Regions from separate parts of the Dromaius novaehollandiae genome. Here region 2 is linked to region 1. Evidence: chromatin contacts called from public Hi-C data. All regions are on one chromosome and are shown on one strand. The core of a region is the stretch at or near the end of the contact, and the rest is flanking DNA. Distances in the headings are between cores, read along the strand shown.

Evidence for each region. Hi-C and Micro-C count contacts between places; a contact is called where the count stands out from the background.
Region 2: a Hi-C map of brain shows a contact between it and region 1, with 4 times the contacts expected there. The contact joins the promoter of CD164 here to the enhancer-like site in region 1. A contact is called at or near these places in 3 of 4 Hi-C or Micro-C datasets (brain, liver and ovary).

What each region holds. Positions count from the first base shown.
Region 1 is chr3:51,043,949-51,051,836 of bDroNov1.hap1, reverse strand. No RefSeq gene overlaps it. Among named protein-coding and RNA genes, the nearest start is that of CEP57L1, 31 kb to the right of the region's middle. Within about 2 kb of position 2,761, at least 2 of the 2 cell types and tissues checked have open chromatin away from gene starts, as enhancers often do.
Region 2 is chr3:51,142,654-51,150,541 of bDroNov1.hap1, reverse strand. CD164 (CD164 molecule) reads left to right here and starts at 3,115. Exons shown (of 4, transcript XM_026119929.2): 1 at 3,115-3,407. The coding sequence starts at 3,272.

The DNA.
Region 1 (7,888 bases), core at 1,512-4,011:
GCAGTTGTGTGTTCTCGCCCCACACTAGCTAGAAGGCCATTGCATTCCCACTGCATATGCAATCCTAGTCTGAGAGCACGCCCTCAAAGGTTTATTGCCTTCCTATATAGGTAGAGTTGGGAGTGGAGTACGGATGGTATTTCCAACCTCGTGAGGAAAAGTGAGTTTCATCTAGATGATGATTCTCTCTGAGTAACTAATACTAACCATAAGCAGACAGCTGAGAATATACTCAGCTGTCAAAGTGTGAACACAGACAGATTAGTAATAATGTTTAAGAACATGTAATGATCCTTTAAAATGTTTTCTACATTTAAATAGGCCAGACTCTTCAAGTAGCACCAGCAAAAAATGAGATCCTTCATGTACAAACTCAATAAGCTCCTTTTAGAATTAAATAAATGAATAATGAATGAATGAAGTGCAATTTTCTTTAATAAAGCATGTCTTGCTAGTGTTGCTAGAGAACTTTACATTAGGGAATGGCTCAGGCCCAGCAGCCCCAGCTCATCTGGAACTATTCAGAGCCAGTCTGGAACTGGTCAGGAACGGGAACTACAATTTTACCATGTTCCACTCAACATCCCCCTCCCTTTTTTTTGAAATAACTCTAATGGCAAAATGAGTTATGTAAATCATTTCCTGTTATGGTTTACCAATTCACATTATTTTTAAAAGCTCCAAAATTGCTAAGACTGTTAGAAAAACCCTGGCACAGGAGTCGCACTGACAACCGGCTCTTGTTCTTCCAAAATTGGGCCTTCAGTCATGGAATAGTTTCAGGGCCAGTTTGCCCAGCAGGAAGAGATTTTTTGCTTGTTGGCAGATGGAAGAAGAGGACTTTAAACCTCCCGACCGTGACACAAGCTCCCAAAGCAGGACAGTTCCCTCCACTTTGCCCCTTACAGAGTACCAGTGTCAGGAGCCCAGACCCTCAGCAGTGGCGGTGAGCAGGGGGCACCACCATTTCTACCTCCTTTGTGAAAAGGGCCTTTGGCCCTTTTTAGGCTTCCAGTGGTAGTGTTAATGGCACATGATTTGCATAACCACAGACATAAGAGTTTGCTACCTTCTCTGCTTGCATCACAGAAATCAGCTTACTGTCTCTCCTGGTCTCAGCTCATACGTTACCCAAATGGCAAGTGGCTCTTCTGTTTCTTAATATTAAACTCATATGGAAAGGTGCTGGAGCTCTCTACCATCTTCATTACCAAGCTCTACCACCATGATTCCCTGCAACTACAGCCATGAGAAAACTCGGAAACAATCATTCAAAAGATTTTTGAAAATACCGGCACAACCACATGCAGTAAAAAAAAAAAAATGGTATTTACAATACAGATGAATGGAAGATTTAATAGAAATTTCCATCAACAATTAGGAATTATAATTCTAAAGGAGAATATTCACATAATGGCAAGACAAAATCAAAGCTACCATGCTTGAAATTTTATTGTGTCTGACTGAAAAAAAACTCCACTTTCACCTGTAAGAAAGCTCACTTTACTTGCCACCAAAGCTACTTATCCTGCAAAATTACAGCCATTGAACAAGCACAATGACTGCCATATTGTTTGAAATAAATACAATAAATAAATGAGAATAATTAAAGCAAGGATTAAAAAAAATAATAATACATCTTCCTGAACCAGACTTGAGATGCTGCTTGGTTGCAAGTGTTTATATTTTAAAATAAACCATAACAAGTGCAGTTAAATGGAGTTATACACCTATTACACACAGAATACTTGTATTCTGTACTACCAGGTAGAGGACAGGAATGTGATATTCTAAGCAAGTATTGTATTGCTTGAAACTATATAAAGCATCTTCAGATGCTACAGTAGCACCTACCAAAGTCCAAAAATTTCAGAGTTTTATAAGTTATCCTTAACGTTAGTAGCTTTATTTGGCTGGAAAAAAGCCAATGCTAACATTTTGTTTCTTAATGAATGGATACGGTGCTAAGCATGTGTGTGCTAGATCCTAGTTTTTGATTGCTACCTGATAGAGAGGATAAAGTTGTTCAATAACACTGCTGTGTGTACAAAATCTCTTCCATCTAAGCATGTGCAAATATTTACACTGGACTAGCTGAGTAATTCTGTCTGTAAAAAAACTGAATAAAAACAGAGATAACCAACACATCACACATTAGTAAACAACAGCATTTTGATATTATATGAAACTTAAGCAGCATATAGGTCATCGTTAGCACCAGAGAATAACACCAAAAGGACTGTTTATCAGTCACTAAAGACTAATGCACTATTTTCTTTATCCATTAAGTGGGAACTTCCTTAACGCTGTCCCAGTGAACAAAGTATTATTATGGGAATGGAAAAAGCAGTTAACGTGAGGAAAGTAGCAGAATCCAGCCTGCTAGACCTAGAAACTTGAACTTCATTTTTAAAAAAAAGGAAATAAAAGTAACCCACAGAACAAATCAAAAGCATCAGAGAAATGGAAGAATATTGATCCAGTCCATCTTATCTGGCCTGGATTCCTGTTCTTGAAACAAACAGAAGTGTCGCAGAATTTTTCGCGTCATCCAAGGAAGTGCTTTAAGCTAAAAGTGCTAATGCTATCATGACTGCTTTCAGGGAGAAATTTCACATCATTCTGATTTTAAAATCATACCACAAGCTGCCAAGCTAAAGCAGACCTCTGGGAACTTGGCAGCAAATAGAAACTCTACCTGGTGCAGCAGCAGCGGCAAGTTTGCTGCTGTGTACTCCCTCCTCAAGCAGCTCTCTAACTCCCTCTGCATGACATCAGCCTGAATAACAAGAGGTTTTGCCTCCGTCACCTGCAAACAGAGCAGCTACATGTTGAACAGATCTTTCAAGCATATCATTGAAAAGAAATGTAAATACAGAAAAAATATTTAGGCTTTGACTTTAATTGGGAGTAGTCACATAAACAGAAGCTGCACAGCCAGGCCCACATTACTGGTATCACAAGAACAATCTTAACCAAATAAAAGAAAGGCTGTTTTGTTTTACCAACATGCAAACTATATTATGACCCTTCCCATCCCATCTTTACAGGCTCTTTTCCATTCTGAAAAACATATCACTTTCTCTGATTTTAATTTTCAGTTATTACTTGGTGAAGAGAATTTTAAGCTAATGTATTCTTCAGCTACCTGTAAGCCTTTCTTCAGTATTATCTCCCTTTCTTTTCTGAAATAAGATGCATCCTTTGGAATTGGAACAGAACTGCAAAAATTAAAAAAAAAAAAGTTCAACAGGATGTTACAGACAATTTGATATTAGCAAACATTTGACATGCCCAACACCATTCAAATGGTAAAGTCAACAGTAAATAAGTTCAGTGGTATGAAAAACCTATGTTAAAGCAGCATTAGTTTATTTAATTAGAAGACATCTTTTAGGCAAAATTTTAAGGCACAGACTGATTTCTTCCACCTCCATTTTTTAGCTAAAGTCTTTAAAATGTCCATCTGGAGGACTGCCAGTTTGAATGGTAAATATTACAACCCTTAATTACATAGTGGAATGCTTTGATAAGCATCCTTCATAATTTATTGAACTTCCTTCCCAATATGCCTATATCAGAAAAAGAGGGGGATGAGAAAACTTCTGCAGGAAAATTATTTCTTAATTTTCATGCATCAATACACTTACAGCAAGAATAGGTTGTACAAAATTTTTATTTAACTGAACAAAAGGAATGTATGTGAATTAAATACACAGGTGAAAACTGGACCCTTAAGAAAGGGCTCCTGAATTTTGTTCAGAAGTGATACATGAGAAACTGCACTGGAGCACTTTATAACCATAAAAAGTTAAGACTGGAAGAGATTTTTTTTGTGAGCATCTAGCACTCCCACTGCTCTAAGGCAGGAAAAAGAAAATTCATTCTGTATAGATGTTTGTCTAACCTGCTCTTGAAGACCTCCACTTACAGACGGTCAATGGTCTCCCGGACCAGACAAAACATCAGTGTTTAATTACACTGTCTTGAAAAGTCCTTCTTGGTTTGAACTTTAGCCCGCTATTTTCTGTCCTATTCATAAATGGACACCAGGAGTTTATTCCCTCCCCCTTTACAGCAAGCTCCCTTATGTCTGAAGACTTATAATCTAGAGAAAACAGAGTGGAGACATAAGCACAGCTCCTTTCATCTTTTCAAGTCTCCTACTCAAGTTTTATTGAACTCTGTTTTCCTCCAGATATTCTCCAGGTGGTCTACAGCCTTCGCGAAGCATCGTGCCAAAACCGGGTACCCTGCCATCGCTGACATCTCCCTGCTGCTGAGGGAAGCGAGTGCAGCTGGTTTACATGGGGCCGTTCTGTTTATACATCCCGGTGTTGTGTTTGAAGCTACTTCCTCTTTGGGGTGAGAAGGAAATACTTGACATTATAGAGAGATTTAAAGTTTTGTTTGCAGTACACAACATAAAACAGCTTCAGCTATTTTTTTGTTTTTACATTCAACTTTTATTTCGACAGTAGTTCTCTGCCAGATGTGCAATAAAAAAAAAGCTGTTGTTCCTGGCTCCCATGTGTGTATTCAGGTCTCCAAACTGAACAGTAATATAGATGCATGATATTTGTATCATGACCTCCCCCCAAAAGCACAATACAATACAGTGCTATAATCTGACTCTTCCTCATTCCCCCCAAAGTCCTTGTTACCTGTATGCCCTACTCGGTGTTCCCTGGAGCACCCCGTTGTCTTCTATTTCTGCCTTCAGCTCTGCCAGCTGTGCTGCTAGCTCTCTTTCCAGCTGCTGGACCTTCTTGGTAGACGAGATCGTGTATACTTCATCCATTTTTCATAATTTGGTTTGGCAGACCAAAAGACGAAGCAGTCAGGAGGAAGTTCCTTTCTCAAGTGTGAGGCACATGCGAACTCTGGACCTGGAGAACTGCTCACATCAAAAGCACAAATCCCCATTCCTACATAGACAATGTACAGTATGCAGCATTTACATAAAAGAATTGTTTATTCAGCATCTCTTTTAACAACAATAATGTTCTTTTGGTATCTGGAACAGAACTGGGTGAAAGTGATTTTTCCCAGTTTGATTGCTGGCCTGAGAAAAACAGGAAAAAGTGGTCTTGGCCCAAAGTTTTCATGTACATCCCTCTGTACCCCACAAACAAATGCCATCTCTTTCCTCCTTCCCCCAGTTTTTGTTAAGGCAAAAGGGATTAGATAATCAAACATGGAATTTTATGTGCCCCAAAAACATTTTACAAGAGAATTGAAACTCCTTGCTTAATTTTTTTCCAAAAAAAACCTTGGACATTCAAAACCCATTTTCTCCCAACTTCTCTCATCTGAAACTATTACCTGAGGTTGACGAGAATAAGAGGAGTGAAATAATTTGCAAAAAGTGCCAGGTTTTGACAAATGTATTATCTGCAAAAAATCCACTAATAATAACTTGCTTGGTTCTAATGGGAAACATTTGACTTGTGAGAACTTCTAAAGCCCAACACCTGGAATTATGCTCATTGTATTCATTTGCCAGTGAGGGATATAATCTATTAGAAAACTGGGAGTTGTCTTTTTAAGGGAAGAAGCAAGTCATTGCAGAAAGATCTGCGTTTTCTTTTGGAGAGGCGGAGGGAAAGACGTGGCAAGCTCATTTGTAATAAAACTGCTGAATAACAACCTGTAGTATCTATTTCCCAGTGGTCTGCAGAAACTGTTTGGCAGCTGTGGGCATGTTGTTTCTCCTTTTTTCTTTAATGAAAGAGCAGTGAAAGATAATAGCTATTGATCCAGTCACAAGTCTGACACGACAAACACAGGAAACAGTCAAGAGGTCGAATAAAGAACCTGGAGGTACTTTTTTGGGTTCTTCGCAGGTAGTATCCCAAGGTCTTGGACAAATTCTTGTCTTCTGGTATTGGGATTGGCCTAGCTGATAATACGAGCTGCAAACTAAGCAACTGAGGGAAAGAATCAGAGAATTCAGATCTCTGTACCTGGACTTCAGACCTGAGGGGACCGGAAATTCAGGTAAACAAGGGTACAAACACCAAGGGACAGGATGACTACAACGAGGAAGGAAATGTTATTGTTGATAAAAATCAGAATAAAAAGATTTTACTGAACCCAGCCAGGAATCTGTGTGAAATCAGTGAGAAGCAACCAGTATATTCACATCCTAAACCCAGAGGCCCAGGTGGGAACTTGGACTGGTGACACAAGGCATGAAAGCTGACACAATCAGGATAATATAAGCAATATGGAATAGCAACCACACCTCAGCAGCAGGTTATGAGATGTTTTAGAAAGACTGAACTTATGCTAAAGTTTATGGAAGAGTATGATATTTTACTGAATTAACAGATTTATGAATGGCTAGCACAGGTAAAAGGGAATCTATTTGTATTAGACTTACCTTGGAGAATGAAAATAAAGATTTTTACCAGATTAGTACTAAAAAAAAGTCTGCCATGCTCTACGAATGTCTTCAAATGGTCACTGAACCAAGATTATATTTCAGACAGTTTTGGTAAGCAGTGAGAACACTACAGAAGTGATCATAATGGAAGAATAAACATAGACACGTATGAAAAGTATTCAAGTTCAGAAGGACTAATTTAGAGAATAAATATACAAATTTTACTACTTACTATGTTACTAAAAGTAATTAGCAAACTCAGATGGAACTAATATCTCAAAGGTTTTAACACTGGAGAAGCTGGAATGTCTTTAAATCAATAGCGCAAAAGCTAACTAGAATTTGCACTCAGAATAAAAGCAGGCATGAAGTGTTTAGAAGAAAGGATGGTGGAGCTGATCAAAGAGTAGGCAGAGAACTAAAAAAAGGAAAAGACCAAAAGAGAGAGAGAGGGAAAAAAAAAAAAAAAAAAAGAGGACCAGGAAGCCTAGAACTAAAGCAAGAAATACCAGAAGTCAAATTAAATTAAACATCACAAAGGAAAAAAAAGAGCAGGCAGTTCTTCAGCCATACAAACAAGAAGGACATAAAAAAAAATGATACCACTGTGCAGGCAGTAGATTTTAGATTAGGGAAAAAAAATACATCAGATATGGCTATAAAACTAAAGAGAAAAATTTAGCTCAAATTTTTCAGAAAGGGCTATGATATAGCATAGGGAGTTAAGGTTAGGATACAGCTGAGGGGAATGAAGTAGTGGAAATATAAATTACAATTTCTCAGGATGAAGCAAAATTTGGATAGTTTATTCTGTTCAAATTGGGAGGATGGGACAAACTTATTTTCTAAAGACCCAACGCAGAAAACTGAGGTGTGCTAGCAAATATGTACTAAAAAAAAAAGATGTGGGGGGGAGAAGGATGAGCAATGGGAAAAAACTTGGGGAGCAAATATTAACAATTACAGGACCATTAATGAAATACCAATTGCATGCAAGGTTTTAGTATAAACTTTGAAGGAAAAGAAAGTCATGGATGTCAATAGACAAAATAAAAATATTTACCAAAAATGAATCAGTCCAGACTAACTTAGTATCTATCATACTGTATTAAAGGGACTAGAAAGAATTCTTTCCATATGGATGTGATTTAAAAGACTAGAAAAAAGACCTGGGTATATTAACTCATCCTATAGAAACTATGAACCACCAGAGAAAAGAACAGCAGGAAACTATTTAAACTAAAAGACAAATTTTGGCACAATAGTAAAACTGCCCACAAATAAGTTCAGATTGCAAAAAGAAGCCATCGTAAGCACCAGCGAAACAAAACCCTACAATGGCTTTACAACATGAGAGCTGAACAGAACAAGAACAGAAACCCGACCTAGTTTCAAGATGGAACTCAATAGGTTTGCGAAACAATTGAAGAGCGGGTAGCATATGCTGGTAAAGAAAAGGGCTCTATAACCCATAGGCTCCTTGTAGTCTTTTATCTTTTC
Region 2 (7,888 bases), core at 1,866-4,365, 98 kb before region 1:
AGACCCTTAGTTTTTATCTGTATTTGCCAAGTACTTTACATAAATTTCCAATAATGCAGTGCTTGGAATTCCTTATAGGAAATCTTCCGACATTGAAAACAGAGGTAAATGCCTCACTAACCACTAAGTGTATAACAGTGCAATGAAAAATGAATACAGTGATGAATCTGATGTTTTAAATTCAACAACAACAACCAGAACTGCCATGATCCTGCTGACTGTATTCCTCAACAAACTCCTGAGATGCTGACTTTAAGAAAAAACAGACAAACCATATTTATCATACACTTGGATTCCCACCAGCCCCCAGTATTACATGATAGACACGTTTTCACTTGCTTGTGGAGACAAGCTGTAGCTGTAATTCTTGCCCTGCTGGTAATCTTAGCTCTGTTTGTATTGTATTGTCTACTTCATCTTCTCTGTGTTTTTCCATACATATGTATGCTGTTCGGAGTCTTGTCTTTTATCATTTTCATTTACCATATACCCTATTTGTTTTCATTCTAAAAAGGCCGTTTTCATGTTGCACCAGGATAACCAAAGTTACCTAGATTGCAGCAACTATGATTGTTCATGTTAAGCCTGCATCCAGCATATCTGCAGTCAGTCCCTCACAAAACAAAACATTGTATTAATTGCTGAGAATGCTCACAATATACTTGTTATGATAACCCACAAGAATTGCAAAAAGGAATACCTAAGTTCAAATAATGTCTTACATCTGGTGACCTGACAGGACATCCTGTGAATCAAGCTCTGATCCCAGTAAGGAATCCTGGGTTCTCGTCCCAGAAGGACATAAACATCCCTGCATGCATATGCCCTTGAAGGATAAGTGGAAGCAGTAAGAAACTTCCAGAACAATGCCCACTTCAATTTTGGTTAAGCAGGATCTATTTATGCTGCTCCTCTATTTATTTTACATGCTACTATTTCAAAGTTTCATACTACTTTTTTCATGCTATTTCATGCCAATATTTCACTATAACTTCTAAGAGGTGTCTGTTTATATCACAACATTTACTTTCTCTGCACTTTTCTTTGCTTTTTTCTTTTTTTTTTTCTTTTTTTTTTTTTTCTACTTTCATTGTAAGACTCCCTTGTACGCAGGCTAAGCTTTAGCCATTCTGCACGCTACACTCCAGCAGAAGCATTACAACAGGTTGCCCAGAGAGGCTGTCAAGTCTCCATCTTCAGAGATATACAAAAGTCATCTGGACGGGGTCCTGTGCAACCTGCTTTCAGTGACCCTGCTTGAGCAGGGGGCTGGACTAGATGATCCCTAGAAGTCCCTTCCAACCTCAACCATTCTTTGATTCTGGGAATATATGACATTACAGAGCTTTGACAGAAAGCTTTATGCCCAAATCATATATTATCAAGCAGCCCAGCAGATCATTATTGAGCTCACATTGTAACGTGCCTTAAACTTTCTGATGTTGCATTGGTAATATAATACCTTCAGGCAAGAAAGTAAAACAGAAGATTAAGCTAGAGATATCTCTGGCAGCTTCCTCCTATTCACTGCCCAAGTCCAGCTCCATGCTAAGGAGAGAATTTTCCCAATGGTCAATTTTTCTCATTCACACATCCTTTCATTCTGATGGTATCTTTCTCAAACCAGAAATATTAAAACTTACTTTATAGCTCTAGCTTGGCCCTCCTTTATGACAAAATGGCACAAGTCAGCGAGCATCACTTGGCATTTGGTTCCCAACATTTGCCTATGCTGACACTGAACAAAGGATATTGAAGCAGCTTTACATGCACAAACTTTTGTTTGCAGGCTCCACTGCAGATGGCGTATATTGACTCGAGTTACCTTAGAGGAGAAACAAAAGAGGGAAAGAGGGGAAAAAAAGGCAAAGGAAAATTCTCCTCAATGACTAGCAGAGAAAAGAAGTTGGATCCACAGACACATCCTTCTCTGGGCACTCTCTCCTGCGTAGCTGGAAATGACAATAACGAGATGAATTTTTTTGCCATGTTTCCCCGCTAGTCTGACAGACTTTCCATCAGGGACCTACTCAAACTCCCTATTAGTTGTTCCCATTTCTGATGCTGTTAACACTGACTGGAGCACAGCTGGACCAGGTACAAGTGCTGCATGCTGACTGTTAAGCTTCATGCATGATTATTTGGGGGTAATATTTATTTAAACAACTATTATCTACTATGTTATTCACTAAGCCTTGTTCTTCAAATAAAAACTAAAAGCCTCAAAATAACAAGTAGAAAAAAGGGGGGGGGGGAGCAGGGGAGGAAGTCAATCCCATACCCGTGGCAATCACTTTGCAGGAGAAATCCAGCAAAACAAATAGTTTTGGAGTTTGCAGGTGCACAACAGCAGGTGCATGAGGTGCTATGAGAGCAGTATAAAGAGCACAGCAGTAACACCACCACAGCAACTTCAGAAAAACTCACCACAGCTTAGGTGAAGGGTTACAGACCTGTGAGAGGCAGACTACAAAGCAGCCTTGGGCACCATACAAATCGAGGCAGCGAGGCCTAAGCACCACAGGGACGGCACTACTGTTTGCCATGAATTCGCTTTGGCCTGGGAGCTCCTGTCCTCACACGAGTCACCCCCACCCCCCACTGCCAGGGCGCACTAGAGGCGGGCGCTAGACTCCCACTAAAGGTCCCGGGGAAGGGAGAGAGCCCCTCAGCACACCGACACCAAAGGAAGCCAGCACGTCTCGTTCGGACGCCTCTCTCCACCCGTTAATTTTAAACAAGAACCCGCCTCCGCCACGCACCCCCTTCCCACAGACAGCGACGGGCAACGGCCGGTCCCCGCGCCGCCACGTCACCGCGCGCCGCCTCTCCCCGAGCCAATGAGCGGCCGCCGCCCTGCGGACCGGGCGGAGGGGGCGGTGCCTCCGGAGGGAGAGGGAGGAGGGAGTCGTGGCCACGTGACGCGGAGGACACGCTCCTGCCGGGCGGCGGGGTCACGTGAGGAGGCAACGCGTGTCCATACCCCCCCCACCCCCGGCCCAGAGTCGGGATTGTTGCATTACACGGGGGGGGGGAGGGAGGGAGGAGTATCACGTCACCGTCCCTGTCCCGCCGGCCAGCCCCGCGCGGGGGGGTGGGGCCAGCCTCGAGGCGGCGCCGCCGGGGCGAGGGCTGCGAGGGGCCGCCCGCTCACGTGACCTGGCGGGGCGGCGCGGCGGGTGCGCGGACCTAGCGGGAGGGGAGCGAGGCGAAGCGGAGGGACGCGCCGACTGAGCGGCAGCCGCCACCCACTTGCCCCAGCGCCGCCGCCATGGGCCGGATGCCCGCGCTCCCGGTGACTGCTCTCTGCCTGGCCGCGCTCTGCGGCTTGGCGGCGGCGACGGTGACGGCGACGGCGACGGTGCTCGCGACGAGCGGTGGGGCGGGCGCCCCCCTTTCGACCGTTGGTGAGTGCCTCGCGCTGCCCCCCCCGCCCCTCCGCGGCGGTTGCTGACGGGGCAGCCCCTCCCCCGCGCCGCGCGCTCGCGCCCCGCCCGTTGCCCGGCGGAGGGGGAGCGGGGCGGCCCCGCGCACCGGCCTGGCCGCTGCCTTACTCCGGCCCACAGCCCCCTGCGGCCGCTCTCCGCGATCCCCCGGCGGCGGCGGGGCCGCCCCGCTGCCGCCCGCCTCCGCCGCGCTGAAGCCACCTCTGCGCTCGGCGCCTTGCCGCAGCCTGCGGAGCTTTCTGCCCGCTTTTCTCGTCACTCTCGCCTTTCCCCCCCCCCCCCCCGCCAACTGTGAAATATATGGGTGTTGTGGTGTGAAATGGGCTAGCGCAATTTGAGCTGCTTCAGGTGCAGCAAAGTCTTAGTAGCTGGTAGCTTTGCTTCCAGTAAAATGCATGCAGCACGCTTGTTCCGTGCAAACTTCGTACAGTTCAAGTTGGGGTAGTCACTTACGCAACCAGCATTACGCTGCTGCTGCTGGTAGTTATTCTTTATCCAGACCTTAGCCTCACTGTTCCTCGTGTGGGCTTGTTTAATGTTCCTGGTTTTGAGCTGTATACTGAAATTTTCAAACGATCAAGAACCACAAAGTGTGTAGTACGCCCCAAATGTAAAGGAAAGAAGTTGTTCTAGAAGTACGTTAATGTTTTTGGCTGCATTTCATAGCGGTGCTGGGCGTAGTTTAGTGCGAAGCTATCCAGTAATGCAGGCTTCGCAAGGCCCTTCTAGGTTATTTCCTTTTGTTTCCCACTGGCGATGACATGATGTAGGCCAATACAGGCAGCAGATTGGATCCGTGAACTGCTTGAGGACTGCTGGAAATCGAAGGTTAACAACCTCACTGTCAGAGCAGAAGAGGGCAGTGTTGGTTCAGCAGGACAGATTCTGTTAAAGTCTTTCAGGTTCCCCCCTTAAGAGTAGGGGGAGTATCTGAATTCACAGTCACAGCTAATACACTTAACAGATTTATCTGGGGAGCAGAATGTGAGCTTGCCTACTTCAAGAGCTGCGTTTGTGGTACCCAAATACTTTCCAGTGGAGAGCAGGCATCTCGTCTGCTGAAGCTGGGCAGCTTGCTGTAATTCCATATAAAGATTTTAAGATAGCCTTTCATAGCAGGAATAGCGCTGGGAGAGCATATGACGTCCTGCTGCTGATTGTGAAGCTGAATTTGTTGACAGCTCCTCCTTGAAATATTTTGTGATGATACAAATGCGTTCTGGTCCTTTAACTCTTGCAGATCTGTTCTTCCCTTATGCTAGTCTGGGAAAACTGTTTTGAAAGTGAACTGAAAATCTTAATGCACCTGGTATTAGCTGCAACTGGTATTAGACTGTCCTCCCCTGTCTCCACAGATGTACCGTGCTAAATTGTCTGTATATCAATGAGGAGTTTCCATTTCTGAAAAATGAACATTAATTTTTCAACATTGTGCAGGCTATTATCACTGGTCAGATATATACCCAGAAGAATAAATGACTGTCTCTGAGATCCGTTGTCCAGAAACTGTCATATCACTACTGAAGTGGCTTAAGTACCATCTTTCTGAAGGGAACAGGGCAAGACTGTTGTTATACCTCACTGATATGAACTGGTAAAGATCTCGTTATATCTTTCAACATTTCTTGCAAGTGGAGAAGTGGGCACTAATATTTTTAGGTTATGTACAGGTGATGTACTTTACTTCCTGATAAGCCTGAGCCAGCCTTATCCAACAGAAAGGCTGCTGAATTCATGTTTAATCCAGATTGCCAGAATACTGAAGTTAGAGAGTTAACTCATTTCTAGTTGTTATCTTGAGAAGTGAATTACCATGTTCATTGCCAAGGATCTGTGACTAGCCTGGTTCCCTTCACTAGGGAGCAGAGTGGAGAAAAATGAAAGGTCATCCATTGGTGCCTGGAGTAGGTGGATATTATGTGAAATGTGCTGGCGAATGTGTGTGTTGCAAAGAGTGGGTGGTTTGTGTGCAGGGTGGGGTTTTTGTTTGTTTGTTTGTTTTTAGTGTGATGGCTGTATGAATAAGTCTTATTCGAAAGTAATACAGTAAAACTGTAGACTGGGAGAATTTATTTGACCCAGATATTGGATTTGTTGACATTGTGGTTTTAAGGCAACATTTGGCTGAGATTAACATTGAAAAGCAATATCATATTGGGCTGGTTAAGTTGCTGGCTCCTACTGTGATTAAAATAGAAATAGATTGATTTCTTTTCTATTTTCCTTTACGTGCATTTGTATATGAAGCTTTTTAGGTCCTTCCAAGTTGTTTAAAGTAAAACAGTTGTTTGCAACTCAGTCTTAATTTGTTGTCCTCTGTTAATATATCTTGTGCAACTTACATAAGCATATACAAGTATGTAGATAAGACTTTTCCTTCCAGCTTAAACCTGTGGTATGTGATAATAAAATACACAATTTTATTGTGCATTCAGTAACCACTTACTGTTGCTGTTTCAGGAAGTCCAACGTGTTTTAATAGACGTCATGTTTATTTGGCTATCACCTTGGTTTCTTCGTCTAAACGGTGACAGTTCCTAGTTAGATGCAACGTATCCTGTTGAGTACTTTAAAGGTGACAAGGAACTTGCCAGTATCCTAAAGATAGGGAGCTTCATACTCAACAAAAGGAGTTTCACATGTTAAGTCCACTGCTTCATCTGAGATGTAATAAATGGAAAACTTATGAACCTTCCAGTTTTAATTGTTAACTAGCACAGCTGTTTATGCAGACCTGAAATGCAGGGTCTGGCTTATAAAGCAACATAAAGTAAAACCTTCATGCTAGGCACATTCTCAGTTGCATATCTACTTTACTCTTCTCATAAACTTGGGCTTGATGTGCAAATCAGATTTGTTAAATAGTTAAGATTAAATCTTAAATTTGACTTGTGCAAAAGCCCACAAATTTTACTTTTTCTGAAAGCTGCCTAGAAATGGGTGGTCTTAAAATAGGATTGTCTGGTTTTTAAGATGCAGAATAGTAAATGCAGAGTCTTATTGCTCTTGTCCTGATTAGTTCAACAGTGCTGTTCGAATAGAGTGGCTTCCCAACAGAGATGAAGTTTGCGCACTGGTATGAGCTATCTTGTGGTGGAAGCAAGTCAGAAGTAATTCTGCTTCACTTGGACTTCTGTGTTGTTTCTAGAATTGTAACAACCATCTTTTAATCTAGAGTCAAAATCAGCATGAAATTACAAATTTCCGATTTTTTTCAGTACTTTCCAGAAATAGCATGCTGTTACAATACCTTGTTCTACATCTAAGAATAAACTTCTCCAATCTGTTTCTGCTAAACTTGCAGTGAGACTGTGAGGTTGTTGTGTTGTTTAGCTTCTGCATATTCGTGGAGGCTTAATTGGCACCTTAATAGAAGATTTTGTTTGATGTCAGAGGAATCTGTATACCTTATCAGCTCTCTGCTATCCAAGGTATTTGGAAACTGGAATACCCTGAATAGTGTGATTTTTGTGACATAGCCCGTATCATGGTGTGTAACATCTGGCTTAGCTTTGTCCAGATGAGTTAGCAATGAACAGTCTTACCATGACAGCATTTCAGCTCACCATAATGCTTCTCCATGTCAGTCCCCAAGTGTGAAGTCAGCCTTAAGCTGACTTGTTGCCTGTGGGATCCATGACAGGGTAGATTGTGATAGGTCCAACCTGGCTCTGTGTAGAGTCAATTTGTTCAGGTTTCCCACCATGTGGGATTGCTTCAAGATCTAAATAATCACACTTACATGGCACAGAGCTCTAAAGGCTTCTGGACATAATGGTATTTCAGCAGGAAGCTTGCTGAGTTGTCAGCATTCGTGGTATGATTAAGCAGTGTGATTAACTCGGTTAATACAATTGGTTTTAAAAGGTGTAGCAGTTTCTTACAGCACTTGCTGAAGCCTAAGGCTTCTGAGAGTACCTGTACCAGCAGCGGCTCTCAGAATGGAGAGCTTTTAGCTAATCTTTGAAAGATTAGCTGTCTTGGTTTTCCACATGCTGCTTCAGCTGTTTAACCACTCTGGTTTCTAGTTTCTATGTCAGGGTCACTTTTAGTTGCAGTTAGGTTCGGGAGCAGTACTAAATACCTGGTTTCCTATTTTGTAAAACTTGGGCAGACTATACTCAATACATAGCACCATTCTCCCTCCAGTTTGCCTTGAGGAAACTGATTTTGCATTAGTAAGCTAGGATGTTTGTTTTATTCAAATTTGCACTATGAAGTTGAGCACTGCCTCAATTGTCCTGTCTGTGACAAGCTTTTTTTATATATTTGCTCATGTAACTTCTGCTCTTCCTGTGGCAAATTGAACATTCAGCTGTTTTGTAATTTCAAAACAGCAGTATGCTGGAATTCAGTGCCATGTGTAAGGGTACCTAAAATTCAGCCTGCTGCTGTTTCTTGGAGTTAAATATTGTCATTAGTGTTTTTAAGCATAATCTTTT